2 separate regions of the Oryzias latipes genome follow, and region 2 is linked to region 1. Evidence: chromatin contacts called from public Hi-C data. All regions are on one chromosome and are shown on one strand. The core of a region is the stretch at or near the end of the contact, and the rest is flanking DNA. Distances in the headings are between cores, read along the strand shown. Region 1 holds the start of bckdhb (2-oxoisovalerate dehydrogenase subunit beta, mitochondrial). Region 2 holds the start of fam46a (putative nucleotidyltransferase FAM46A).

What was found. A called contact is a pair of places that touch in the nucleus more often than the background predicts.
Region 2: a contact with region 1 is called in a Hi-C map of embryo, with 3 times the contacts expected there. The contact joins the promoter of fam46a here to the promoter of bckdhb in region 1. A contact is called at or near these places in 5 of 5 Hi-C or Micro-C datasets (embryo, fibroblasts and gastrula embryo).

Annotation. Positions count from the first base shown.
Region 1 is chr16:4,123,852-4,128,873 of ASM223467v1, forward strand. bckdhb (2-oxoisovalerate dehydrogenase subunit beta, mitochondrial) reads left to right here and starts at 3,715. Exons shown (of 11, transcript XM_023963898.1): 1 at 3,715-4,698. The coding sequence starts at 4,512. It overlaps ttk (dual specificity protein kinase TTK), which reads left to right. Exons shown (of 25, transcript XM_023964404.1): 21 at 815-889; 22 at 976-1,152; 23 at 1,260-1,356; 24 at 1,439-1,524; 25 at 1,602-1,911. The coding sequence ends at 1,670.
Region 2 is chr16:4,272,219-4,277,244 of ASM223467v1, forward strand. It overlaps fam46a (putative nucleotidyltransferase FAM46A), which reads right to left and starts at 3,507. Exons shown (of 3, transcript XM_020709867.2): 1 at 2,877-3,507; 2 at 2,357-2,795; 3 at 1-2,038. The coding sequence starts at 2,791. The coding sequence ends at 1,259.

The DNA.
Region 1 (5,022 bases), core at 2,465-4,964:
AAGTATCACCAAATGAACTATCGAGATGTCGGCGAAACGATTGTTTTCTAACACCCCTAGTGTTGCGGCTCCTTGGAGTTTCATTTCTGTGTGAAACTGATCCTATTGGCTCTTTGAGGGGTAAAGGTGCCGACCCCTGGTATGGGCCCTTCATTTGCTGGATTTCAATTCAGAACAGAAATATTTCGAGTATAGGCACTGAAACCAAGAATTGTGGGAAAGCCACCTCCTTCTCCATCTGTCTCATTCACCTAAGGTGTAGGTCAAGAAATTGGAGTGTTTGAGAGGAGAAACTTCATCTCATCAAAGGGAGATTGTGAAGTCTAGCAGAACATACTCCACAGGGCCGCGGTGTCGCGGGGGTTAACCGCATCCCCTGCTGGTTCATCACCGCGGTGATCAAAAATCCCACACCGTCACAGCTGTACATACAATGTATCCATTAGTCATTCACTCCATGTATACTTGGTGATGACAGAGGCGTGGCTGCCAGTTCACGCCTACGCCCCCTCTGACCATCACCCGGACATTCATACGCATTTACACACCAGTGAAGCCACCCTGGAGGCAGGGAGGGGGAAGTGTCTTGCCCAAGGACACGACGACAGTTTTGACTGGGGGGAGCGGAGATCGAACCGCCGACCCTTCGATCATTGGACGACCAGCTCAACCTCCTGAGCCACCAATTTAGAATATGATGTACACTATCATCAGTCACCTTGTTTATCAATACTTTATCTAGGTCAACAGATGGTAAAAATCTCTTGAAGAAGTTGCCCCCCATCTCCATTACCTAATTGTTTCCCGTCCACAGGTGGGAACCCTGAACTACATGCCCCCTGAAGCCATCAAAGATACTTCCTCCCAGTCTGGCAAAGCTCGCTCAAAGGTTCTTGCCATCTTTGAAGCTGATCTAACAGGTTTGATGACAGTAAACCGAGCAACTGGGAATACTGACTCTTAATTGTCATACAGATAAGCCCCAAAGGAGACGTGTGGTCGCTCGGCTGCATCCTTTATTGCATGACTTACGGGAAGACTCCATTTCAAAGCATCACAAACCAGATGGCCAAGCTGCACGCCATCATTGACCCCTCCCACAAGATTGAGTTTCCTGATATTTCAGAGAGGGACTTGCTGGATGTTCTAAAGGTAAATGTGAAGTGAGACTGGTACCTAAACAGCTAGAGTAAGACATTTTGCTCTCTAGAATGACTTGATATTTAGGTCAAATGTTGTGTTTCTTTTGTTTTTTCCAGAGGTGCTTAGTAAGAAACCCTAGAGAGAGGATCTCGATTGTAGAGCTGCTGGATCATCCCTATCTCCAGCTGAAGCCTCAGGCCTCACCTGAACCAGGTACATCTGATTCTGAGAAGGAAATATTACCAGAAAAACCAATCTGCCAATGTAAGTTTAAACCTGACCTGCATTTCAGCAGAGCATCCATCTAATGGGGACCTTCAGAGGATCCTGACGGACCTGGCCGCTCTGCAGTCTCCAAACAGCATCATCCGAGCTGCAAATGTGAGATCTGTTTGGATGAAACGTAATCTCACAGATGGTCCTCTTGAAATCCTTAACTTTTCTTCTCTCTTAAACAGAATTTGGCAAAAATGTGCAGCAGTGGCAGGAGGCTGGATGTTGCAGAATGTGCAAAGTCATCCACTTAAAGATTCTGGAAAGTGTGACGTGGACGTTTCTTCTTCTTCTTTTCTGACCTCCTAGTGACCACTAGGTGTTCTGCTGAAAGAACCAACATGTTCATGTTTGTATATTAACATTTTTCTGAAGTTGTCCTTCTGAGTGATGTTTACTTTTTTATTTTACTTTAGATGTTAAAAATTTTAAGCAAAACACAACATGGAGAAATAAACAAACTGTGTATCCTACAGAGTTTCATTCATACCATTACCAATGGTTGCTGACCCTTTGTGCTCCTCGTTCCATGGTTAGGATTTTGACATGATCGAAGCAAAGGATTCTGCACATCACCTGTTCTTTTTCCCTTAATTTTTTCAAAATGTTATAAACTCAATATTCTCAAAAACATTAAAAAAAAACATAAAAACTCGAATCCTGCCACTGCCGGTCCCAAGCCTGGATAATAAAAGAGGAGGGGTGAGTGAGACTTTATAGTGACTGACCACAAAAATGTCACAAAAAGGAGATAGAAATAAGTAAATAAATGCTTTTAAGAGGAAAGGGAGGTCACCGACATCAGTCAATATGCTTTATTCTGTGAGAGTCATGAATGTGTGCCCCAAAATAGAAAAGCTTTGGGTGAAAGATTTCCAAGATCAACTAACTCTAAAACTAAAAGTCTGGCCTGATGGTGGCGCTAGAGAACAGGTCAACTCCCTGATAGGTTTCATTATTAGGGAGCTATTTATGTATTTAACAAGTGAACAATGTACCTAACACAAAAACGTGGTTAACAATTTTATGTAAATCATTTTCTACAGGCAAATATCCCTGGGGTCAGATTTGCCCATAGGGTGAAATGTGTTTGTAATATCTAAGGATAATACAAGGCCAAAAGTAAAATTTGGGGGGGGGGGGGTAACTTTTTCATAAATACCTGAAAAAATGTTGATGTAAATTTGACATTACATTTGAACTCATTCACAGCATAATTCAGTCATATTCCATGAAATGCATTATCATGAAAATAAAAGGATGTGCATGTTAGAAACAGCAGTATAATCTCTTATTTCAATGTAGAATTAACATGTTTTTGTTTTGTTTTTTTCAAAATAAGGCCCGGTAAAACTGGTACCCAAAACAACACAGTAAAAGTCATATTCTAAGTTTTGGAACTGTTGCAACCAGTCTAACTGGCAGTTTAAAAACACACAAAATAGAAAAGAAGGGATACCTTTGAGTTTTTTTGTATCAGGATGTGCAGTCCAAGCCCAAAACTATACTAAAAAAAATTACAATTACATTGGCCCCACACACAAAAACAGGCTGTTAACTAAGCCAGCATTCCAAGTCATTCCATGCTGCAAAACATCCAAAAAGAAACGGCTTTAACACAGAAAGGGGAAATGATTGTATTTCATTAAAGTCCCACTTCGTTCATCTTTAGATCTATTTTTAAAGCGTTCCCGGTGATCTTTTAGTTATGATTATGGTCTTTTTAGCCAAAATAATAAAAATGTAAAAAAAAAACTATCATTCTCTGGAAAGTAGTTTCTGCAGAGCGGCAGGAGTTCACCAGAAATTCACCTCTGAATTGGCCTGACTGTTGGCATGGAGTAAGCCCCCCCCATTTGACATCATGTTTACACTCTCCTGAAGGCTTACAGCCCCTCACACCCCCAACACAAGACTATGGGTGCAACAAAAACGGTGAGTAGTATTGGAGGTATTCAGCAATACAGCTTTGATCCAGATTCCAGAGGAAAACAAAGACGTCCGTGGATCTACAAGGGGATGCATCAGAATGGAGCGGAGCAGGAAGCTTGCTGTTTGGAGCTTTATTGTCACAGCTACAAGCTTTTTCAAACCGCATTTTTTTTCTATTTGAATAAAGAAATACTCAAATGCATTTTAATTTTCTTTAAATATGTTCATCATGAGAAAAATTATGAAATACAATAACAGAAAAATATTGAAGCACTGTAACTAAAATAGTGGGGGAAAAACCTTCCAAAGCAAATTTTTTCCCAAGTGTTTTTGGATCAATTTTATCTTTTATTTTAATTTTATTCTGGCTGAAATTCAGTACATTTTTTGTCATTTGAGTGGCATCAGTTTTATCCATAGACGGTAAAAACAAGTCTATGGTCCAATCTTTATTTGTTTGTTCGTTCGTTTTTTCCTTTAGAGAAGTGAGTCTTTTCGGGCAGAAAATAAAGAAATCATTTGGAAAATGAGACTCATGTTATTGGATTCTAACGAGCTTTTCCTGTACTGCAAAGTTCTTCGTTAGTTTTAAAAATACAGTGTAACACTGAAAGGACACCGTATTTCTTCAAGTGCATTTTGTTTATGAAAATAAACAGACTTCCATCCACCGCTTACACCGCCCTCTCTTTTAACCAATCACAGGCATCGTCGCTTCAACACGGTGCGCTTCAATTTAAGAAAGAGCGCTCACTCTGCTCCCACACATTACAATAAAACATTTATTAATGTAATTATTTTACCTCTAGTTAGTCTGCTTTAAAAAACGTGTTGACCAAGAAATTTAGACCATTTTAAAATCTCGCATTGGCCATTGCTTTTTGGGTTATTTTTTTTTTCTTTTTTGCTGCACTGTGTATAACATTTATTTAGGATATAGCTACTATATTATTATTACAATGTTGTTGCATTTTTAAAACTCTAATCGTAATAACCACAGTTAGGACAATGTGTCATTAAACAAAGTGTGCTATCTATTTTGTCCATATTTTTCAAATTAGAGTGTTCCATGTTTTCTGTACCGAGTGGTGCCATCTTTCCAACAACACAGGATCTTTGTCACTTCTCTCGCTTGTCCTTCCTGGTCACTGACATCAACAGTGATGGCGGCTGCCGTACGATTCTTCATCCGAGGTGCAAACTCGAGACTCTCCGTCGGTACCGGGACTAGTGGCTCCTTAGGAGCAGCTTTGCTCAAACTTTCTCCGAGCTGCAGCTCTCGTTCTAAAACACAACGGAGACATGCAGCCCACTTTACCTACCAGCCTGACCCCGTCCCGACGCAGTATGGTGAGTGAGTGGCTCCTCCCCTTACCAACCAACCGCCGGCTAGCGCCGTCAGCTAGCATCACCTAACAACGGCAACAGAGTTTACAATGATGAAACGTCTTTTTACAGACTTCACAAAAACTGCAAAGAAGCGATTAAATTATATTATCAATGATAAAGTGGAAATGCAACTATTTCTGACGAGAAAAACCTAAAGTTTTATCAATATTCTTGATCATTCTGCTTAAACCCAAGACACAGTCTTTCGACTTTTATTGTCGAAACAAAATCTCTAATTTTGAGGATTTAAATATCATTGTATGATACATTTAATTAAATATATAA
Region 2 (5,026 bases), core at 2,257-4,756, 150 kb after region 1:
CCACTTTTCTTTTCCCTCTGCTTCTTTTCTCCCTCCGTCTGTCCTTTTTATCATTAGAAAATGTGTGTCTGGAAATGACCTCATTAAAGCTGTGTTTTTCTGCCGGGGCGCCAAAACCTTTGGCAGCGTCTTTTGCAAACCTTTAAGGAAACGTGCACAGATCGAACCTCAGCTAAGTTCAAGCTCTTCAGCGGCGGCTGAGGAATTCCCTGCCAGGGTGCGACAGCAAACAGTGTCTCACCATCTGGGGTGTCTGCCTGCACATATCCTTCTACTATGGGAGGACCACACACAGCAGGTACTCCCTCTGACTCTTATCTGCTTGTGTTGGATGAGAAAGAGAGAAGCACCGCTGCACAAACTACACAGGAAATATCCTGTTTAGGTTTCTTTGTGGCGGATGATCAGAAAAGCGTATCCAACCCCTCTTATAACAGCTACAACAGGACCCAAACAGGACATCACTCTGAGAACATAACAGCTTAATTGATCACAGAATCACTTAAACAATGTAAACATAACTATCAAACAGACGTTTTCCATCCCGCTGAGCACGGTTTTACGTGTACATTCACAAGCCTTTGGGGTGCTACTGTTTTTATGTCTGACAGCAGAGTGGGTGACACGGCCTCCTGGCTGTTCTCTCAAACCGACGGTGGCGATAGGCACTTATACAGATGCTCACGAGCACAAATAGATATCACAAAAACCTGTTGTGTTTTTTCCTCCCCATCAAAACTGGCTTTTTAAGGTTAGAAACGAGCCCCAAAAATATCTTTGGTGTGTAAACAAACTCATTCTTATCCAAATGCGGGGTGGAGGTTCCTCCTCTTGGCGCGGTTGGTATAAAACAGGTTTCTGGAGTCCTGCAGACACATCTGTACATGTATGTGTGTCTGTGTTGGTGTGTGTGCACTTAGCAAATCATCCCTGAAAGCTGTGCTGGAGGAGCAGTCACCTTCAGGCGGCAAAACAGCTGGTGGCAGATCAGGTTGGTCTTACTGAGAGTTTGGCAGCTCCTGAACTAGACCAATCTGCATCAGGCTCCATCAGAGCCCACATCAGTCTTTTCCAAGCCTGAGGACGTGCACTGAAAGTGAAAGGCAGCTGTTCTTGGTGTGTCAGTCATACTCAATGTATGAATTTAAAAAAGAAGCTTTGATGCAAAACAATAAACTCCTTTTTCTTGTCAGCTCTACTACACCCAAGCAAGTCTGACTTGCGCCCAAGTCAGACTTGCCCTCCTCCTCTCTGTGACTCAGTTGCACTGCAGCCAGGTGGAGTATGCAGGCTGCTGGCAGGCAAACACTGGCTGTACCTGTGCGATGTAGTAGTTACTGAAGTTGCCATCTGCCACATAGGGAGCAGGCTGGTAGTAACAAGTGACATTGGCCACGTTGGGGATGACGTTCTGCTCAGCGAGCACACGCACCGCCAGCATGGCAATGAGCCCAAGGGTCTGCCGCCTCTCGTGACCCATCAGGCACACCGTGCTCTCGTTGACCACTCCGTGCAGTGTCATCAGGTAGTCATACTTGCGATCTTCCAGACCAACAAAGTGGTTCTGGAGGTAGGACTCCAGCTTGCGCTGCTGCTCACCAATGTCAGAGAAGTCAATGAAGAAGCGTGAGCACATGTAGCGCTGTAGGGACTTCATCTCAGACTCTGATGCGGCCCGGAAACCCCTCACCAGGAGGTGACAGTACTTTAGGAGCCCCCCACCCCTGATCTCCTCTGGGTTCCGAGTGCAGATGATCTTGTGGCGGAGGTGGTCCAGGGCCTCGCTGATGTCTCCATACACGCTTTCGCCCATGATGGTGGGATGGAAAGTCTCAGTCATGGGGTTCTCGGAGCACTCGTAGAACAGCAGCAGGGAGTCCAGCTTGATCTGGAAAGAGTCCACGCTGAACTCAAACTGCCGCCGGAGGGAGTCAACAAACTTCAGCTCCACATTCTTTCCACGGTTGTTGGAGAGGGAGATGAGACTCCAGCGGTCAGAGTCGTTGCACACCTTCACCATCTTCTGGACATAAGCTTCCTGTGTTAGAGAGAAGAAGAGGGAGGAGTGAGAAGAAATCAAACTAACAATATGCCTGCAAATGTGTCCATTCAGAGAGGATTTTTGAATTCTGCAAGAATTTAAGTACAACTTTTATAGCAGGAACATTCATGGTACCGTGAAAACACTGGAATGGCACTTTTTAATGACAAAACCAACGTGCGTCTATCATCTATAGAAATTCAGTGTCTTCTAAGCTGTGCCCTCAAGTCAGTTTGGAACAAAGACTGTAAAACGTTATCAAATGTGGAACAGTAGATGTGCCCAAAGAAGAAAAAAGGGCGTAACCATGCGTACCTTTAGGGTCAAAGGCGTTATTTTCTCTTTATTCACGCAGTCCGGTAAAAAATCCAAGAGGCAATCCAAAACGATGTCCTTCACAGTCTGGAATTCGCTTTCGCCTTTCATATCTGCGCAAAATATCAGGTCCAAGTCTTTGAAGCCCAGTCCGCTGTCGTCGTGCAGAATGTGGCTGGCCGCGGAGCCGTTTAACCGAACGTCCCGGACGTGGATCCGCTTCTCCTCCATGCGACTCCGGACCACTTTAACAATCTGCCGCGGCTGCATCTGCAGAGTGGGGAAGTTTCCCCGGCCGTGGATCGGGATGGTTTCTGTCAGAATGGCGTCCAGCCGCTGCACTTGATCCCAGCTGAGGACACTGACGCTGCTGCTGCTGCTGCTGTCTGCGGCAGACGCGCAGTCGGAGCTGGAGCCGCTCTCGTCCTCAGACATGGTGCTGAAAAAAGTCCTCGGGAGTTTTAAAAACAACAACAAAAAATCAGTATAAAGTTAGAATAGCGGCCGCGTCTTTACGCACAGATTCTGTGGTTAAATTGGTCGGTATTTTCATCCACAACTGGATTTAAAAAAAAAGTAAAATGAGATAAATATTTAAAAATGTGGTTAACGTCTATTTTATTCTTTTAAAAAGCAACAAAGTCTCAAGCAGCGTTCGATGGTACGCTTGATTGTGTGTGCAGTTGAAGATCCAGCAGCTGCGAGCGAGTTGGAGCCAGTTAAGAGGAGCTGCCTGCTGGAGTCCTGAACTTTCTTCTCTCTGCCTTTGCGCCTTTAAAACATTTGCGCCGCTGTCAGTGCGTCCGTGCGCCGCGCATCACATTCTTTGAAGGTCGCCGATGATCCGGGAGGGGGGTTTGCTTTTCCGGCTGTGACTCCATCACCCAAAGGCCCGCCTATGTTTTTTTTTTTTTTTGAATTTGCATGAAGACGCACTTTGGCACCCTCTTTTATCCGATGATCAACCCCTCTGTGGAATCCTGTGGATTTTTACGCACAGCTCCTACTTGATGTCAGTCAGCGGCTCATCCAATAATGCGAGCAGTGTGCGCTCCGACTGCCCCAGCGCGCTTCCTTTGACTGTCTTTGGGTCAAGCAGGGCTCTGCAAGAGTCATCTTTGTAATCTCGCTTGAGGATGTCAGCTGTTTCTCCCCGCCCCGCTCTGCCTCACTGAAGCTCACCGCGAGCGCAGCTGATAATACCTGAGACCCGCAGGCTCTTAGAATGCTTTCCACCTTCACGCAAAAGCAGAAATTGGGAGGAAAAAAAGACGTGTTCTCTACAATTTAATGCCAATTAATTTGCATCAAATGACTACAAAAAATCTAGTTGTTTTGATGTTTTAAATTTTAATAATAATCGTAACAACATCACTATTAACTTGCTGAATTAATTACTTGTACAAAAAAGGTCTGTTCAGCTGATTTTCTTATGATTTTCGGATTTTCTTTTGTCACGTTACTTTATCGCCCCCTGTTGGCTGATCCTGACAAAAGCTTACACTGCCAACCTTCTGTTGTAAATCTCCAGGGGTCATGAAATAAGTAAGACTGACTTTTAGATAGGAGCTTTGCAGAGAAGAAGGAGCCTAGTAAATGTATCAGATTTTATTTTACATATTTAAAAGTGACTTTTTCATTTTAAAACCAATCCCACGGTGGAAACATGCTTAGGAAAGCATGCTTAGAGAAGAAAAGTTGTGATTGTGTCAAGAAAAAGTTTGAAGTATTACATTTTCCATCCATATATTTTCTCCACCTGCTGTATCCGTTTTTGGGGTCCCGGGGCTGCTAGAGCCTAACCTGGCTACTGTTCGGCTAAGGCAGGGAACATCCTGGACAGGTCACCAGTCTGTTGCAGGGTCACACAATCACAGACCCATCCATACACACAGAGTCACACCTAAGGACAATTTATTTGCATTTTTTGAGCCCGCTGAATGTCGTTGTGGGGTCATGGGGTTGCTGGTTGCTACTGTTGGGCAAAATCACAAACACTCACATGCACAACTAGGAACAATTAAAAGTCACCAATTAACCCATGAAAGCTGTTTTTGGAAGGTTCCTTTGGAAGGAAACCAGAGTGCCCAGAGAAAACCCACGGGGGGAACATGCAAACTCCACACAGATAAATCCTTCCAGGATTTGAACCAGAGCCTTGTTGCTGTGAGGCAAAAGTGCTCACCACTGATCTGACATGCATTTTTGCAGTACCTCTGGAATCACATACAGTAGCCCTTCAGTTAGTGCTTTCCCAGCCTTTATATACATAGAACTCTTGCTTTATTTTGTTTCTTTACTTTGGCGGACAGGTTCAGAGTCTCTGAAACGTGATCTCACATCTGGAAACATCTGTGGAACTATCAGCAGCGATCAATGGCTTCCCCAGGTGGGGAGACACATTCGCTTAAAGGATGAGTCCCACAGTCACAGCACTGCTCCATGAAGCTAAATCAAAGGGGCCGTCAGACGCACACAGCAGGTATTCACAAGCGCGACACAGAACCCCGCTGATGCATAAAAACAAATGGGCAAGCAGGAGTCGTGCACCGGACATTGCCACACCGGCAGACAAGCAAATAGAGGCAGAGATGCAAAAACACCCCTTCCTCTCTGCTGGTGCTGATGTCTTTCCCCATCAGATAGATTTATGTCTGCTGGTGTAACTGG